Linked DNA regions of Oryzias latipes: region 2 is linked to region 1. Evidence: chromatin contacts called from public Hi-C data. All regions are on one chromosome and are shown on one strand. Each heading gives the region's core, a stretch centred on a gene start, on an enhancer-like site or on the middle of the called end of the contact. The rest is flanking DNA. Distances are from core to core; before and after follow the strand shown.

Evidence for each region. Hi-C and Micro-C count contacts between places; a contact is called where the count stands out from the background.
Region 2: a contact with region 1 is called in a Hi-C map of embryo, with 2.0 times the contacts expected there. The contact joins the enhancer-like site here to the promoter of LOC101156411 in region 1. A contact is called at or near these places in 4 of 5 Hi-C or Micro-C datasets (embryo and gastrula embryo).

The regions. Positions count from the first base shown.
Region 1 is chr7:26,188,890-26,191,589 of ASM223467v1, forward strand. It overlaps LOC101156411 (SPRY domain-containing protein 3), which reads left to right and starts at 1,432. Exons shown (of 10, transcript XM_023956949.1): 1 at 1,432-1,564.
Region 2 is chr7:26,229,784-26,232,540 of ASM223467v1, forward strand. The region is part of intron 6 of LOC101156411 (SPRY domain-containing protein 3); the gene reads left to right. Among protein-coding and RNA genes, the nearest start is that of LOC101156411, 41 kb to the left of the region's middle. Within about 2 kb of position 1,373, at least 3 of the 8 cell types and tissues checked have an H3K27ac peak or open chromatin away from gene starts, as enhancers often do. A contact at or near this core is called in embryo, where this site is marked.

The sequences.
Region 1 (2,700 bases), core at 182-2,681:
TAAACTTTACACACTGCTGCTCTAATGATACCACACAAATAAACCCACAAAAGAATCAAGTGCGCTGCAAATATCAGGCGTTCAACATTGCTGCAAGCTCTCGCAATGCAGAGCAGTGTGCATAATCCGTTAATGAGATAGTTCACTTTGGGAGTGTGTTTCAGCTGCACATTTGAAAGAGATGGCTATTATCTACCAGCTGTTTGCTTTTGGAGAGTCACCTGAGGAGTGTGAAAAGGGAGAGGACTCACTTTTTCAAGAATTCAAGGGCAAGCCTGAGCCGATTAACTAATAAAGCAGTCTACAGCTCCACTCAATCAGTTCAGATTTTATACTTTGATACTTAGAATTAAAACATATTTCAGTGCATGTCATTTAAACCAAACACAGGTGAAGGAGGAGAAATGCAAAAATGACTTATTTGCTATAATAGCTGCAGACATTAAAGTTAGAAGTGTCATGAACCTAATCAATAAAAATATTTCAAAAATACAAAAGCTGAATTTTTTTCCTGATTTATTCACGAACATCCTGCTTTCATGGAAAGGAAGAGTAAAGGTAGAGCCTTAGAAACGCAGGTTTGCAGGTCATGTGTGACAGCAAAGAACTGAGATAAGGATAACCTATAAGTACACTTCAAGTTTATGTTATTCAGTTGACTTCAGTGTAAGTATTGTAGCCCGTGTACGTGTAGTGTAGGAAGTAGACTAACGGCATTCTTCTTCAGACTAACCTGGAACATTTTAAGTTGACAATATCTAGGTAGAATATCAAAGCAAACTTCAAGTGTACTGCCTGACTTTTAGCATAGACTAAGTATACCTAAAAGGAATCCTTTTTAATAAGGAGAGGCAAAGTTGTTCGTTTGAAATGACATCTGACAGGCCCCCCCCAGCTCTAGCAGAGGCTGGCCTGCTCTTGCCAGGTTTCAGGGCTGCATGAGATCTGCCTCGCCATCAGCCTCCAGATCTTGGCAAGCAGGGTTAGAAATCACCTGCTGCTTTGTGGACTCATCATTTCTCGAGCTATGGTGCCAGTCTGTTTCTACAAATAAGGAAAATGTTCCAAGACACTTGCCAGACCAACGTGGGGTTTCGTTTCCGGACTGTCTTCATTTTCCTCCCTAAGGCAGCTACACAGGACAGGGTCCTCTCACATAAAAAGGTTAGATCAGACCAGGGTCCATCTGGGCCAAAAAACAACAACAAAAAAACAAAAACAGTTACCTCCTCTGCTAACAGTGGAGGAAGAGTCTACGTCAACACGTGATCAGACAGGGGTTTGAAGCTTTTTTGCAGCAAAAAGCAGATAAAGTCTGACTTTTTTGTTGCCACCACAACATAAACACACGACAGTCACCAAACAGCGGCTGACACACGCGGGGAGACCGCATGCATGTCACCTATTGGTCACCCCGTCAAGGAACCTAACCCTTATTGGCTGCAGAAAACACAACGCAATGACGTCATAACTACGCGCCAAACGCCACTTCGTAACGTTGAGTGGAACGCTATTTTCTGATGGACCAAAGCAAGAGTCTGTTGTTTATTCGCCGAGGTGACAGGTAAGGAAACGACCCGAAAGCCACGCGAACAAGGATTTTAAGCACCGCTGTCTGCCATGACTCAGCTGTTCTCGCGATGTTGTTGAAATAACTTAGCCCGCTCACATGCTAACCTACCTAGAGCTGCCTTCATGTTGGTCTACTCTTGACAAGTACAAAAGCAGTAAAACCTAATAATAGTCATCATTTAATGCAAAGTTGACAACTGAAACAGCTGCACTAATTATGCACATATTGTTAGCGTTTTAAAAATAAACCATCGGTAAATGCCTGTTAGTGAACCTATACTATGTAAATACGCCACTGTCCCTCCTTGAGTCTCGAGATTGTGACATATCGAAATATGATATGATCCGATCCGGTTTTCTTTTCTCTATGCTTATTTTGTCATTTTAATAAACTGCTTTAACAAAATGAGTGACAACTGTAAGGAAGACGATCCCTGTGGCTGTGTCTGGAATTGTATAATACACGCATTTATATCTGTCATAGTCGTCACAAGCCTTATTGCTGCATAGTGTGTCCGTAAATATCCGTCTATTCCTTCTAATTCCATTTCATTTAGGGAATGGAAACGCTTAAAATGCATAGAGACTTGGTGTAGCCAAGACTGCATTAAAGGTCTATTTTATTTTATTTTATTTATTTATTTTATTAATTCATCCATCCATCCATCCATCTGCATCGTCCTTATCCTCTACACGTTTTACCATGCATCACTTTTCATCAGCTGCATGCTGGTGTAGTGGTTGGCGCTCTCACCTCACATCTAGAAGGTTCAAAGTCTTTTCTATGTCATGCGTACATCTTCTCCATGTGCCTGTGGGGTTTTTGTCCAGACTCACCCGTTTCCTCCCACAGTCCAAAATCAGGCGTCATGGCTTCATTGGTGACTGTAAATTGTCCCTAAGTGAGTGTGTGGCCCTTGCAACAGGCCGATGACCTGTCCACGGTGTTTCCACCCAACAGGAGCTGTGATAGGCTCCAGCAACCCTGATGCCCCAAAAGGGATTCAGTGAGTTTGGAAGATGGATGAAAGAAAAAATATTCATTTATGTCCTCCTAAACCACATCCATGACACTCTTTGAGCATTTCTTTAGTCTTCCTTTGCTTGGCAGTTATAATCTAATCTAAT
Region 2 (2,757 bases), core at 123-2,622, 41 kb after region 1:
ACATCTGTTGGCACATTTTTATTGATGAGGTAAAAAAACACATTGTGTTAGTTGTTGCAGACCTCCCTTAATGCTAATTTAACATTTATACCAGTGGCTTTTTTTTTTCTAATGGTTATTGGAAGGTGTATGAACAAGCAGACCAGCAGTTTTTATTGCTGCACTGCATTTGGTCACTAAGTGTATGTTTTTTTTATGAGACTGTTTTTATTTTATTACAGCTCAAACCTCTACAGAATTACAGTTTGATTGTTCATTTTAGATTGTCAAAAAGATCGACTTAAAGATAGACCCAAAAAACATTCACTTTTCTTTTTTTTTTCCAGCCATGTTGCCAGAGGTACACTCCAGGCAACGTGGCAATTTTGTATCATTTTGCTTTTCCTTATATTTTTTAAATAACTTGAAATGAAGCAATCAATCTTCACCAACTTTGTTTAGCAGTCAGATCAGAGGACAATGTTTCCACACTTTGAAAAGCAGGTGTGTTTAGGGTGTACAATACACAGAAGGAAGTCAAGACAACACAAAGAACCCCGAATTATAAAATAAAAAGGAAAAAAACCAAAATAGTACACTTTGGGATGGGTTTCAACCTGGCGTATACATCCCATCTGTGTTCCATTTCCACACACTGTAGTAAGGATAATCCATTAGTATTCCTGTGTTTGTAATTGAACCTAAAAATGGACGTGGACTGCTAAAAAAATGCAATTTTTCTTAATTGTTTTTCACTTTTCTGTAATATTTACCTCTTAATTTAATATTAATGGCTATTGTTCATACATACATGTAGATTTTTCTTAGACTAAGCTACAAAATGTGCATCTACCAATATGGGATTGCAGCCATTAATAAGAGATTTTCTGCTGAAACATTAAAAGTAGGAAAATATCAACAAATTTGTGAGCTGTCCATGTTATTCCCAGTCTAATTGGACATTTCAAACTAGCAACAGTCTGCAGTGAACAGATGTTTGTTCTTTTTGGGGGTTAGTTTATAATTGCTACTTTTTTCCCCTCGGATGACCACTTGGGTTTTTGTGATGGATGAAGAAAACTTCCAGAGTTACATTAAAGCTGATGGATGTAACAATTGCCCGGAAAACTGTTGTAAAAGCAGCCATTTAATGCCTGATCTATTTATCAGGCACAAATCTGTGGTTTACATTGAGTAAGTCCTCTTCTTGTTTACTTTGCAATTTCGAAAAGTTCTTCCAGATCACTCGTTATCGGTGTCTAGACCTCATCAATCAAGGGGTAAACATTTAAAGTGCTGTGGCCCCCACGGCAGCCAGCCAGAGGAATCCTCCGGCTTGTGGTTTAGTGGAGCGGGGAGAAGAGCAGACTTGGTGGATCAAGGGGTTTCAGCCTTGGAGCAAGAGCTGCATTCCTCCTTGTCTTTCTGATTTTGCTGATGTCTCACTCTGTCCTCTCAGTTTTCCTCTGCGCGTCTCTATTTCCTGCTGCCAGATTCCCTGTGGGGTTGTCCGACAGCATTGCTGAAATTTCTCTCATGTCGTGGCCTCTAATGTTGCTCTTTGTCTTGGCCAAGGCCTCAACAGTGTTGCTCCAATGGGCTTCTCATCTTCATGAATGTAAACAGCAAAGTTTTCTCTTTTTTGCTTTTCAGTAATACCCTCTCTAAATCCTTCTACCTTTTTTTTTCATTTTGTCCAGGTGGGACTCAGTTTTCTTGAATTTGTTCAAAACCTGAAGCTCCTTTGGGGTTCAATTTGTGTTTGTTTATCAGAGTCTTTCAGAATCACTGCGTTGCTGGTGCCTATCCCAGCAACTGTTTGGTAAGGGTGGGGTATAACCATTTACTGTACAGTCAATACAGTCGCTGTTTTTTTTTTTTTTTTTTGCAATATGGACGCTGCCATGGTGGAGTGAGACAATGTCAGTAAGCAGCGATTGGGCCATCTCGGTGCGAGCATCGTTTTTATATGACCACCACTCTCTCTAATCAGGAGTGTGTTGGAAGTCTACAGTCACACCCCTACCACTTGAAAGTCGGCACTGTAGAATATGTCATTCAAACTTTTAAACTTTTAACGGGAGACCACATACTTTTAATTTGGCATCTGGTTGGTCAGTTTATACCTTAAATAAATTGCTCTACAGAAAAAATAATGTTAAAAAATATTAAGATCAGTAAGAATATGTTAAAAAATAGGTGCAAGAATGTTTATTCTGACAAATAGAATGACTCATAACTGTTTATTTCTCAATAGAAGTCTTAAGGATTTGGCCTCTTGGGTCACTCAGTCCAGTTCGCATATACAGTCAATAGATACACCCTGGATGGGCCGCCAGTCCGCTCCAGTGCCTCAGAATCAATGGATTCAATGAAGAAGTGAGCATTTCAAAGCCCATTGACAGGTGACAGAAGATGGCATTGACATCGCCCACCTGCTCATCCCTTTTGTCATTCAGAAGTGTTTCTCGAATGTAATCGAGGTGCAGGTTAGAAAACAAATCCAAATTACTGACAATTATCTTTGAGTCACATCATGCTGGTTTCTGTTGGCACAGTATAACCTAGAGAAACGAATACAATGCCATACATGCAGGCTGTTGGAGGAAAACACGCCATCATCTCTGGGAGACGCAGCATGTATCCAAAACAAATGGAAAGATGGAACGGATTCTTCATGCTCGTTAACTCATTAAATTGGCTGAATGAGTGCAACTGCTACTTCAACTGCAATGGAAACTTTGAAGCCTCAGTTTTCCTCTTTGTACCTCAGAGCTG